Regions from separate parts of the Mus musculus genome. Here all the other regions are linked to region 3. Evidence: chromatin contacts called from public promoter capture Hi-C data. All regions are on one chromosome and are shown on one strand. Each heading gives the region's core, a stretch centred on a gene start, on an enhancer-like site or on the middle of the called end of the contact. The rest is flanking DNA. Distances are from core to core; before and after follow the strand shown. Region 1 holds the start of Zkscan1 (zinc finger with KRAB and SCAN domains 1). Region 2 holds the start of A430033K04Rik (RIKEN cDNA A430033K04 gene). Region 3 holds the start of Ift22 (intraflagellar transport 22).

The links. Promoter capture Hi-C pulls out the DNA fragments that hold promoters and counts their contacts. Capture Hi-C pulls out chosen DNA fragments and counts their contacts.
Region 1: a contact with region 3 is called in a promoter capture Hi-C map of adipose tissue, with 2.3 times the contacts expected there. The contact joins the promoter of Zkscan1 here to the promoter of Ift22 in region 3. A contact is called at or near these places in 2 of 9 other capture datasets (adipose tissue and liver).
Region 2: a contact with region 3 is called in a promoter capture Hi-C map of liver, with 2.4 times the contacts expected there. The contact joins the promoter of A430033K04Rik here to the promoter of Ift22 in region 3. A contact is called at or near these places in 2 of 39 promoter capture datasets (both in liver).

What each region holds. Positions count from the first base shown.
Region 1 is chr5:138,083,350-138,087,484 of GRCm38.p6, reverse strand. Zkscan1 (zinc finger with KRAB and SCAN domains 1) reads right to left here and starts at 2,401. Exons shown (of 6, transcript NM_133906.4): 1 at 2,254-2,401.
Region 2 is chr5:138,620,339-138,624,893 of GRCm38.p6, reverse strand. A430033K04Rik (RIKEN cDNA A430033K04 gene) reads right to left here and starts at 2,035. Exons shown (of 4, transcript NM_183025.2): 1 at 1,906-2,035. The coding sequence starts at 1,944.
Region 3 is chr5:136,906,032-136,910,282 of GRCm38.p6, reverse strand. It overlaps Ift22 (intraflagellar transport 22), which reads right to left and starts at 2,133. Exons shown (of 5, transcript NM_026073.3): 1 at 2,013-2,133. The coding sequence starts at 2,051.

The sequences.
Region 1 (4,135 bases), core at 1,152-3,651, 1.2 Mb before region 3:
ATTCTGAAAAAAAGTTTCTGGCACTTGGTAGACACTGGGGAAGGCTTATTTTTTAAAAATGAACTTAAGGGTTGGGTGGCATAGCTCAGTTGCAGTGTACTTGCCTAGCATATATAAGGCCCTAGGTTCAACCTCAGTACAGCAAGATAGTAAACACAAAGAAGCCAGGTGTGGTGGAGCATGTCTGTATTCCAGGTACCTTAGAGGTGGTGGCAGAGGTATCTAGACTGTAGTGTCAGTCTTCGCTACATAGTGAATTTGAGGCTCAACAGGGCTACTTGAGATCAGAAAATAGGAAAAAAAAAAAGAAGAAAAATTAAATTCAAGAGATATAATTGTGCATTACAATTTTCAGCCTGCTTAAAAGATTAGCAGTGGAAGAAATCCACTAACACAAGGGCAGCATGAGCTGGAACAAATGAATTATGTCCCCTGTAAATAAGTCACTCATCCCTGAATCGTTTCCAGTATTCTTATTAGCAGTGGAGTAGGGACAGAGGAAGAGAGGCAGAAAACCACCTTTGGGTTCCCTCTCAAACGAAACACATTCTGACATACCATCTCCTTTAGAAAAGATCACTGCCCAGCAACCAAATCTCACCAAAGAAAAAAAAAACAAATGACTTCTGACAAGAAAAGACTCCAGACTCCAGGCTGCAAGCATGGTTTATTTCAAAGGATGTTTTCTCAAAATCCAGTCTTCCTTCTATTGCACAGTCTTGCAAGTTTAAATAAATGATCCTCTACTCCCCTCTTCAACAGAGACATAAAATGCTTTATAATATGAAAAACTTAGTCTTAAAAGATACCTAGTGGTCTAGTATTGTGTGCCTGTAGTCCCAGCACTCTAGAGGCAGTGGCTAGATTTTCAGCCAGAACTAGAGAGACCCCTCCCCGCCCCCCCCTTTTTTTAATCTATCTAAAGAATATCAACACCACCACAGAATGAAAAGCTAAGATTTAAAACTTAGTACACTGGCCTGGTTGTATCTAAATATAGTATAATGCACTTGAAATTTTTCCTGTTTCCTTCATGGAGACATGAAGTAGAGGATCAACAAAAGAAAATAGCATTCAGCCGCAGGCATTTCTGTAAGTTAACAAAGATGATCCTGAATAAAATAACAAGTAAGAATCTTGTGTGGTAATTGAAAGAGGACACAAACCTGAAAGAAAAAAAACATCTGGATAATTCTTCACTACAGTTTCCTTATAATAAAGGTATTTTCCCACATTTGGCCAGCTTTTCTAGTAACTTCACTTGATGTGGTTACAATGAATTCTTCATAATTCCAACAAGTATTTATTGACTGCTTTCAATCCGCCTAGCACTGCCCTGTACAATAAATGCTTTCTTTGGTCCCAGGCCATGGAACAGCCACTCTCTATAATCAATGTGTGTGTGTGCTGTGTGTGTGTAGGGAGGGGAAGGAAGGGGGAACTTCAAACTAAATGAGCTGCCTTTTTTTTTTTTTAAATTACAATTACATTTACCAACTCCACTCATTTCAAGTTTGAAGAACCTTTTTGAGCAAAGGTAGTTAATTTTATGGATAATAAAACTGACAGTTGGCAAATGTCTAATCTCATCTAAGGTCATTAAGCTGATCAATCTCCTACTGGCCCAGTGTGGTTTCTCCCAGATACCCTTCACGTCTCACTCATTGCAATCAAGCAAGGTGAACTAACACTCCACTAATCTCCCAGATAGCACAGTTAAACAGGCTTAAACCAGCAAGAGGTCTTGAAGCATTGCATAAAGCTGACAGCCGGCTGTTAATTTCTACTAGATCTTTTAACCACCGTCAAGCCGCCAGCGCTTTCGCTCAGCGTTGGGAGATGGAAAGACAGAAAAGCAAGTGATCCGGAAATGTTTTCGGAACCTCAAACCTGTACAGAGCTCAAGGTCTTCCGCGTCGTTTATCTCAAGATTCTCAAGGACCCAAGACGCCCGGAGAAGTAAACGACAGCAATAAAACGAAAACCACACAAAACACTTTCCCCTGCAACCACAGCAAATGGCGACAGGAGGGGGGGAGGGGGAGAAGAATCCAGACACGGGGATCACGTCCATTTGTGATCTTGTCCTCAGAAATGTTATACAAGGATGATGACATGAAAGAGCTCCCCACTGACCCCAGAGATTCGAGCACCGCCGGGACCCCGCAGGGCTCCTTTCCAAGTCCCCCCGGGTGGTCACACGGTCCACCCTCGCAGCCCGCCCGTCCTCCGAGAGTCCGCCATGAGACTCACCGTGAGTCTCCGGAGCGGCCTGGGGACGCCGGGCGACCAAGCACAGCTTGCTCTGGGTTCAACCCGACCGAAGGGCACTGCACACCGACATAGGCCCTCCCAATACCTCGCCACAGGCACAATGAGTCACAAAGACCGGAAGTAGGTCAGCACCTCATCTTCCGGGATCGAGTTGAGCTTCCGGGTCTCCTCTAGGAACACGGGAGGACTTTGCATCTCGGTTTCTGAATTTCTTGTTCCGAGTCTCCCTACCCAACACCCCCCCCCCCCCAGCCCTGATTGCCTGTCTTCAATTCCAGAGGTGACAGATAGAGATAAAGTGATCCTGTTTAGGGTGTTCAGGTTTTTTTTTTTTCCTGATGTAGTATTTTTCAGCTCTATATTTGTTACTTTCTTCCCCATCTTTTCCATCTTGGGCAGTTATCAATAATAGTAATTGTATGCCTGTGGCAGAGAAGCTGAAGCAAGGGTGTAGATGGAGTTAGATCAAAGCCAAGCCAGGGGTGTCTGGTTTCACAGATCAGCCCTGGTGAGGTTTGCCAGTTGAGTGCATGGTGTTTCCAGATATGTGGCCCGAGGATAAAAGACTATCTTTCAGTAAACAAGCTACTTACACTGGTTCTGTAGAATATGCTATTATAGCACTTTAAAAGGATCTTTCAGAGGAATTACAGACGCTCAACAATTACTGCCTTTATCTCTTTGCCTTGTGGGCAATACAGAAATGAGGCTCCACCTTATAGAAGGCTCTATATCAAAGGCAAGTCCACAAGGAAGAGACCATACAGCATGGGGGAGATAACTTTATAAAACAATACTCCAAAATTAAAAAGCAATTGAAGTATTGTTCCTTTTTTATTAATTGATTATTAATTAATTCACTTTACATCCCAATATCAGCCCCCCTTCTCCCAGTGATAGGTTATTTCTCCGCCAGTGAAACGAGCCCATTCAGGCTAGATTATATTATAATAAAGGCAGGTTTATTGGGAAGCTGCTCTTGGTAGAGTTCACTGGCCCCAAGGATTGAGGCAGGAGAGTTGCAATGGGAGGGGAGGCAGAAAGAGAAAGGGCTTACATGCAGAGAAAGAAGAGAAGGAGAAGGAGGAGAGCAAAATGTTTGGATTATAAAGGGAAGAGTCTCTGGGGAAGGGCAGCCCAAGCCCTGGGATGGAAAGTTCAAGGCTGGGGGCAGGGTATACCAGGTAGGATCTGAGGGATGCTGGGAGAACCTGAAGACCAGGTCTGTTTTGATATGTAAAATATTCATCTCAGTCCCCTCTTCTGGGGTCCAAAACCAAACACCCAAAACCGCCTTAGGCAAGTCATCCTCCAATTCCACCTTCCCCTATTTGCAGTATTGTTAAAGGAAACAAGGAGCCAGCCATTCACTTGGAGAAGTAGGAGAAACCTTTATTCATGCATGGACTACAAAGCACGCTTGTGCTTTGAAGGGTTCAGTCCCCTTGGCAGTTTCTTACAGCTTTTTGTAGGTCAGGTAGTGGGGTTGTCATCCATGTCTTTGTGACAATCTTAGAGTGGACTCTGATCCCCTTAATCATTAAAGGGAATTTAGTTAGGCACGTTTACAGGAACAAATAGCTAGCTAGGTAGATAATAATACACAAACACTTGGCAGGTAGCAATAAAATATACAAGCATTTGCAAATAACAACACATTTTGGCTGGTAAAAGATGTTTATCTTAGCAAACATAAATGGTATCTGCAACATGACCTTTGTCTGCTGTGACAAAATTTCTTTCAGACAGCTTCTGGCAAGTGTTTGTTTTTCCCAGATAAGAAGTAAGGGGTTTTTTGTTTTTTGTTTTTTAATAAGCAAACAAACTCCTCTAAGTAAAAGTTTAGCTCACATACAGCTTT
Region 2 (4,555 bases), core at 786-3,285, 1.7 Mb before region 3:
TCTGCCCAGTTGGAAGTAGTCCCTTTCTGCTACCTATGGATTAAGATGTAGTACTTTCAGCTCCTTTAGCACCAAGTCCGCCTGCATGCTTCCATGCTTTCCACCATGATGATAATGGACCTGTGAAACTGTAAGCCAGCCCTAAGTGTTAGGCAGGCACAAAAGCACTTGGTTGGTGCTCAACTCCCAGCATTAATGAAGAAATGAAAGGTCACAGACCAGTGTGAACCCTGAAAAGGCTTTGAATGCTCCCCCAGTAGCCACTTGAATCCCACCAGGGACTGGTTATTCCAAACAACAGACCTCCTGTAGCTTCAGCACAGAATAAATATTATCAAAACAATGGAACAACAGAGTTTCTTTTAGATGACAGTATACCAGGACTTTCCTTCTGGCAGCAGGGCATCTGGGTGCTCCCCTGAGAGACTGCACCCCCACACCTCAAAAATCCTCTTAGATGAGGAGAGGACCCAGTGCCCTAGAATAAGATCAGTAAGATCAGCTATCATTACACGACACTAGCATGCAGTTTGTAATTCAAATACTGTGATAAAATATCCAAGGGTTCCAATGCTACAAAAGTCATCTATCGATGGATGTACATGGATCAAAGGATGGTATTGTTAAGAGCAACACAGACATATCAGTATAACAGATAAAAATAGAATTACTAGTTAATTAGAAATTAATTACTATGTAGTAGAAAACACACACACACACAACGAGCAGCACTGGACCTCTTGGCAGCCTTATAGGGCCTTGGCACTTCCATCACACTCTTCCACAGTTCACCCCACATTTCAGGTCTACTCAGTATTGCTAAATACTCCAAGAGACCCGAGACGGGACGATTATAAGCATTTCGGTTCAGGCACTTCAGAAACCTACTACCTGGAAAAGACATGGAGGTGGGGATGAGGACATCTCACAGTTCCTATGGGGGAAGTAGACAAAGGTATTCTCATAAATTGTCCTAGCCTAGAGTGGGGGGGGGGGGGTAGGACAGAAGACACAGTCTTTTTAAAACAAGGACTCAGGGGTTTCTTCTCTACTTTACTCTCTTCACACACAAACATCCTCAGGACTAGAGAGACAGCTCAGCAGTTAAGAGCAATTGCTGCTCTTCCAGGGGACCCGGGGCTTGGTTCCCAGCATCCACATGGGGAAACTCACAGCCTGCTGTAACTTCACTTCAGGGGAATCAATCACACGCCATTTTCTGGCACTGCCCTCATTTGGTGCACTCAGACACACACAGACACACACAGACACACACAAACACACTTAAAAATCAATTTTTCTCGTACCTGGAGGAAAACAAAACTTTTTTTTTTTGAAAAAAATATTGGTTTGAGATTACCATAAGGAAAATATATCATTTGGAATAAATGGGAGGCTTTCAAAAGTGCAGCTGCTCTGCAGAGTACCTGTAGTAAGCCCAGGACCATACAAAATGGGTGAAAGGGGAAATTTTCGTGTTGGGAGTGTGGGCGAGGATGTGGAAGAACAGGTAGTAGACTGCAGTGGAGCTGGCTTAGGTTCTGGGTTTGCGACCCTGTTTCCCATTCATTTGTGAAGTTCGGGCTAGGTGGGCCACGGAGAGAACGAAGGGACTGGGGATTCTAGAAAACATAGTTCCTTTAGTGAATGACCGTCACATTCAGAGACTCTCCCCTGATGATCCACCAAGTCCTCGCCACGCATGATCCGGAGCAAACAGGCAGCCAGAGCAGAGCTGCTCAGAAAAGGCGCCAGAACCCTCAGGTAGAAGGACAGGACGCCCAGGCTCCAGCAACCCCGCAGCCCAGGGGATCCAGATCAGCTGCCCAGGAGGCCTCACCGCAGACCCTGCTCTGCCACAGCGCTTCCCGCACTGTCACCTCCGGGCGCCACACGTACACTCACCATGTCCACTTCTGGGAGCCGCTGGCGTCTTCTCACCATCGCCCAGCACTTACAGCGTCACCGCGCCACCGAAGCTGAGCAACAGCTTCCCTAGCAGCATACAGTGATTCCAATATGGAGGGTCCCAGACAAAGGCTGGTTGACAGCCAAAGCCCGCCCCTACCCTCCGTTTGTGTGTCTGATTGGGCACGTCTTGAGGCTAGGGCCTCTGATTGGACAGAGCTTCAGGTTCTCTGTCCTCTGAAAGACAGTAGTTGGCTCCAGCTCACAGCTGAAGGAGCTCAGGTTAACAGGTTCTTAGCTGCAGCTGTTGGGGACTCTGGCTCCTGTCACGTCTCCAAGTTTGGACTTCTATAGGAGGCCTGACCCTCGGTCTTCTCCAGCTATGGGGTAGCCACGAGTCCTGTCGCGTATATGCACAAAGACTTCAGCCTCTGTTAAAACCTTATGCCTTCAGGTCCATACGCGTTGCTTTTAGCCTGCTAAAGTCCTCTCTGGACCACAGCTCACATTTGCTTTTAATTCTATACATAAAGTCATATGTGATTATGAGTTAAGTATGTGTACATGTGTTTAGTCGAATAAACAAATGGGAAGATGTCCGTTTTCAAAATCATCTCAAAATTTCTGAAATCTGCTCTCATTAGCTTTGCCTTCAAAATGGAAAGAGACTTGTAAAAGTTTTCTTATATTCAGATTAAAAATTGCAGGCAAAGTCAACCTTGGTGGCGCGTGCCTGTATGTACTCCTTAGCACTTGAAAGACAGAGTCAGGGAAATCGCAATCTCAAGTTCAGCTTGGCTACAGGATGAGTTTTATGGCACCTTGGGACGCATATCTAAACCCTGACTTGAAATAAATGAATACACGTGATGTTGATTGCAATGACCCATTGCACCTAAAATATCTTTATAATCTGACCAGTGAAAACTTGATGACTTTTATGTGCTATTGGGACAAGATCTTCAAACGTATTTAGATTCTAGCTTGCCTCCACTCAGAACAGCTACAAAATCCTTTTGAGAGCTATGACTTTCCTGGTCTCAGGAAGTAGAAGGGACTGCTCTATACATATTTTTGTAAGCTCAGCAACATCTAATAAGAGGAGATGGAGATCAGTGTCTATTCGGCACCTTTTGTTAGTCAAGTGACTTGTAAGCAGTATCAAGTCCTCGTAACCTGCTTTTCTCTGTAGTCCAGGGAATGATCTGGGGTTTTGAATAAATGTGTTTACTGAGTATATAGCAAGGAAAAAAAGTAAAAGGATAAATTGCATGTCGTTGATTGACAGAACCAGCAGAGTTTACAATACTCAGTAAGGACAGCTGGAGGAACCTGACTAAGAGAGCTAACAGGCTGGAGAAATGGCTTAAGAACGTTTAAAGTTCTGTCCTGAGGACCAGAGTTCAAATCCAGCACTCATATCAGGTGACTCAAAACCATCTGTAACTTCAGTTCCAAGGGATCGTATGCTCTCTTCTGGCCTTCGGGGCACCTTCATGTACATGTCTGCATACACTTACACAAACACATATATGTACACACACACACACACACACACACACACACACACACAGAGGCACCAAAGTGACAAAATGAGAAATTGGTAGTGTTTACAGTCATGCAGCAGGAGTTGATCAGGGGCCATCAAGGCAGTCACCTGGGGTTCCTGATTATAATCTTTTCCACCATGAATCTTTTCCTGGCTTCTCCTTCCTAATGCAGGGATTTTTACCACAGTATGAACAATAGTAATGTTTGTTGAAAGTGGTTTATCTTTTAGCGGTTGCTATTGATGCACTGTGCTCAATAGTCTAGCATGCTTGTGTTTTGTTTTGCTTTGTTTTGTCTTTTTTGCTCTCCTTGTTACAGAGCTGGCAAGTCAGCCTGACTCAGGACAGGGAGTTTGGGGAGGAGAACAGGGAGGAGGGCCTTCTTGCTGCCCGAGTCTGCTTTTAAAACACTTGAAATAGCACATGACCGTTTGCTTATGTAATTTGTATTACAGTCACATAAGGTTGGATAACACGCCCTTCATTGTTCGGTAAACCAGCAGTGATTTTCTCTAAAGAAAATACCAGGCAAGACAATACTGATGTCATGACAATACTCAAGGCTCACCAATAGTTGCCTCTAGACCTATAAGCAGACTCAAGGCAAAGCAGGCCCCTAGAGGGGAGGTAGAAAGTATAGTCCTCGAGGAAGTATGCTACACTACAAAGGAGCTTTGTGAGTTTGCTAAGTCATTCAAACAGAAGTCTGTTTTATTTCTGTGAAGAGATACCAAGTCCAGGCTCTTTCTCCTCCTTTCCACGTGTGGATCAGGATGTAGCTCTCAGCTACCACTTCAGCACCAGGTACTTCACCATGCTCCCCACAACTGTGATAACAATAATAACAGACTAACCTCTGAAACTGTCAGCAGCCCCTCCTATCCCCCCTCCCAGTTAAATGCTTTCTTTTATAAGAATTGTCTTGGTCATGGTGTGCACCTTTGTTGTTCAAAATCAAGTGACCGGCCCCGAAATTATAAACATAGAGGAAATGGTAAAAATAACTCATCAGGTTAATATAGAAAAGACCATGAATTTGAGATGGAGAGAGGGAGGGGATATGAAAGGGTTTGGAGGAAGAAGACATGGTAAGAGTT
Region 3 (4,251 bases), core at 884-3,383:
TTACCCATCTTCTCCAACACCCGCTCACCCATCCATCCCCCCATCCACCGATTCCCTCCTCAGAGCTATGATCTTCTCTGTGTATTTGCACCATCCTGTATATGCCTGAATATACAACAAAGCTCCTCTCTCCTCAGAAGTCAATCTCTTAAACCTGAGTGGGCCCTGGTAAAACTCGACAGGATGGGAGAAGGGGATGAGGTGAGGGATAAAAGGGACAGAAGAGGAGAGGAAGGGGTGGAGAGGCTGAGAAGAGGCAGGACGATCAGGAGGTCAAGGTCATTCGAAGCTCCATGAGATCCTGCTTCAGAAAAAGCCCAGACCACCAAGTAACCAAAGACACAGCGCTCTCTGCAATTATACTCTCTTCTCCAAGCTGCTTGCTTTAAGGTAAGGACTTATTATGTAGCTCAGGCTGGGAACCAAGCTTCCTGCCTCAGGCTTGAAAATGATGAAGCGTTGTGTATATCACCAACCGCAGATCTGTAACAGTCTGCAAACTTTCTCCAAACCACAACCATGCTCTCCATTTTATTTTATATATTTATTATATATATTTATTTATTTATTTATTTATTTACTATTATATACAGGGTTTCACTATGTAGCCCTGGCTGGCCCATTGATTAGGCTGACCCTCAACTCAGATTTACCTGTTTCTGCCTCTTGGTGCTGGAATTAAACGCACGCACCATTATGTCCAGGCCGTGTGAGGGTCTGTGCATATTGAGTGCCTGTACCCACAGAGGCCAGAGGTGTCAGGTCTCCTGGCACTGGAACCTAAAGGCAATTGTGAGCCAGCTGGCGTGGGTTCTGGAAACCGAACTCAGCTCTCTCTGCGAGAGCAGTATGTGTTCTTAGTCACCAAGCTGTCTTTCCAGCCCCTCCTTTCTTTTAAGCCTTCTCCTCCTCTCTGCCCCAGGCTAGACTCAACACTCCTATATGGTCCAGACTGGTCTCAAACTTGTGGCAACCCTGAGTGTCTTGTATGCTGAGGTGTCAGGCCTGCGCCACACATGGCTCAATCCTCCTTTGCTTCTGTGCATACTTAGCAACTTCTTTCTCTGACAGGTTTCACGTATCCCAGGCCGGCTTCAGACTTGCTATTGTAGCCCGGGCTGTGGCCTTGAACTGTCAATCATCGTGCCTCTCTACCTTCCAAACCCTGAAACTGAGGCATGTACCACCATGAATGTTTTATATGAAGAGGATTGAACCCCGGGATTCCTGTATGCTAGGCAAACATCCTATCACCCAGCTCTACCCCAGCCTCCTAACTTAGGATTAAAAACATATCTTCACCATATAGTCACCTATGAATGTACATTGGTTCTCATGTTTGGTCCATCAGCCAATAACCTCAGATGAAGATCACATTATTAAGCTAACCTTCTGAGCTGGGACCCAAGGATTTGAACTTTAACCATGTAGGTAATTCCCGAATTCTACTATCTATCTATCTATCTATCTATCTATCTATCTATCTAATTTTGTTATCGGAGACATGTCACATTGTAGCTCAGGCTGTCCCAGAACTCAATACATAGCCCAGGCTGGCCTTAAACTTGTGATCACTCCTCCACTGCCTGCTGAGTCCTGGTATTATTACAGGCATGGGACACTGCACCCAGCTTCCTTCTACAGTTAACTTATTTGCATGTTTAGTTTCGGTCCATCTGAACTTTAATTCGGTGAATCACATATAGAGTGACTTCCTCATATTAATAACCACTTGCTCCAAGTCCCTATATTGAAAATATCTAGTTTTCTAATCTCATGGACACATTCCTTTTGCACGGAAGGTTCGGAGGGGAAGTCATGAGGCGCCCCTTATTTCCGCTGCCCTTGAGACCTGGGTACCTCAATATTCTCCTCCACTACTTGGGAGGGGTGAACTGGATGAAGGCCTGGTCACGGTAGCGCCAGCTGCCGCCCTCAGTGGGGTTGCTGGTACAAAGTTGCACCTCCTGAGAACAACCCCAGTTCTAGGGAGCCCCCGAGCCCTGAGTTACCTCGCAGGGGCCCACGAAGAGGATCTTAGCCTTCAGCATCGCTGTCCGTTAACACGAACCCGCGGAAGCCCACCACCAAAGCGCGCTAAGCTCCCCGCCGCGTCCGCCAGTCTGGGCCGCATGCTCTGATTGGCTGGTCAGTTTCCACGGCGACCGGGAACAGCTGCGCAGTAGCCCAGGAAACCCTGACAGTTCCGGGAGCCTGGAAAAGTGGCCTACGATGGAAGCTGAGGAGGACCAAAAGAGAAAAGGCAAAGCTGGTCCTGCTAACTGCAACCTGAGCGTTCTGGAAGGGGTACAAGAGCCAGGCTCCAACCTGCTTTATTTCTCCCGGTCTTCCTGAACGCTCCATAGATTAAGGGAGCTGCTAAACTTGCCTGGAAAACAGTACTGTGATTTTGGTTTTCTTTTATTTCCGCGGTGGATGCTGGAGATTGAACTCAGGTGGTCATCAATCCTAGGAAAGCGCTCTGTCATTGACACCATATCCCCAGTCCAACTCGCATGTAGACCTGCTGGCCTCAAACTCAAAGATATCCACCTGCCTTTGCCCCCCCAACTTTAATACCATTGAAGGCATGTGTCACCACTCTCGACTCCCAACTTTTTTTTCAATTTAAAAGGTTATATCTATCAATCAATCATCATCTATCTGCGTGTATGTGTGTCCGCCATGATACATATGTGAAGATCAGAGGACAAGCCATAGGACTCAGTTTTCTTCTCCCACCACCATTTCAGGCTTGGTGGTTCCGGCCGTTACCTGATGAGTCACTTTGCAGCCCTGTCATTATTTATTTTGATGCTGAGATTGTTCTTGGCGGCGGAGAAGCTTCTCCAAACCAGTGTGTGTGTTCTTTTGACATTTCGGTCATTCTCTGAGTTTTTTCATATTAAAAACAAAAAAAAAAAAAAAAAAAAAAATCAAAACCTACGCGCGCGTGTGGACACACACACACACACACACATACACACACGTATACAAAAGTGCAGGTGGTTGTGGAAGCCAGAAGGAAGTGCCCTGGAGCTAGAGTTATGGAAGTTCAGTTGCCCAAAATGGATGCTGGAAACCAAAGTCGGGGCTCCTCTGAGAGCAGTCAGTGCTTTAAACTCCGAGCCATCTCCCCAGCCCCGGCTTTCATACTTTTAAGCACCATTATATTAATCGCGGGTGGTTAATTTTATTGCTCTTGTTCCAGAGTGGCAATGTATTACATACATTCTTTCGCATGCATTGAAAAAAAAAATTTAGGGCTGGTGAGATGGCTCAGTGGGTAAGAGCACCCGACTGCTTTTCCGAAGGTCCAGAGTTCAAATCCCAGCAACCACATGGTGGCTCACAACCATCCGTAACAAGATCTGACTCCCTCTTCTGGAGTGTCTGAAGACAGCTATAGTGTACTTACATATAATAAATAAATAAATAAAAAAGAAAAAAGAAAAAAAATTTAAAAGTTTCAAAAGACAAGAGACCCCCTCAGGAAAATTATTTCTTTACAACAACCTGGAAAATTTGAAGGGAACTTTGTGTTCCTGCCTCTGACTTTCGGCATGAAACACACTTAGGTCCCCGGCCCGAGCTGTAGGAGAAGTTGGTGTCAGGTCATTGGGCAGCATATATTCAGAGATGGGACTGCTTGCCCTTTCGCACCTCAAGTTTCCTTTTCAGATGAGAGAGAAACTACACAGTGTGTTTCCCCTTACCAGGTAAATTCCTATAGAGTAGTGTGCATATATGCATGTGCGTGTCTCTCTGTGATCCTGTGGAGGACAGAGGTTGGCTTTGTATATTTCCCTATCAATTTCTACCCTTCTCCTCCTCCTCTTCCTCCTCCTTCCCCTCCTCTCCCTCCTCCTCCTCCTAAGTCTCTTATTGAACTTGGAGCTCACTGTTTCAGCTAGATTGCCAGCTCCCTGGCATCCCCTTGCCTCTTCCCCCTCCAGTGCCGCCACTAGGCTTTTATGTGGGTGCCAGGGATTAGAACTCAAATCCTCATGCTTGTACAGGAAATCTCTACAATCTCTAGAGTCATGTTTTCATCTGTGCCTAAGCTAGTACTCGGAGATAAAGTGTGTGGTTTGACTTTAAGGAACAGAAAAGAAACTAACAATGGAAGGAGGCTGTGTCCAACTTGATAGCAGTAAGGAAGCTGGACCACAGGCTTTGTCCAATACCCCAGCTTCCTCCCTCTCCCCCTTCTTTCTGTTTGTGTGTGTTCATGTACGTGTGTACATATGC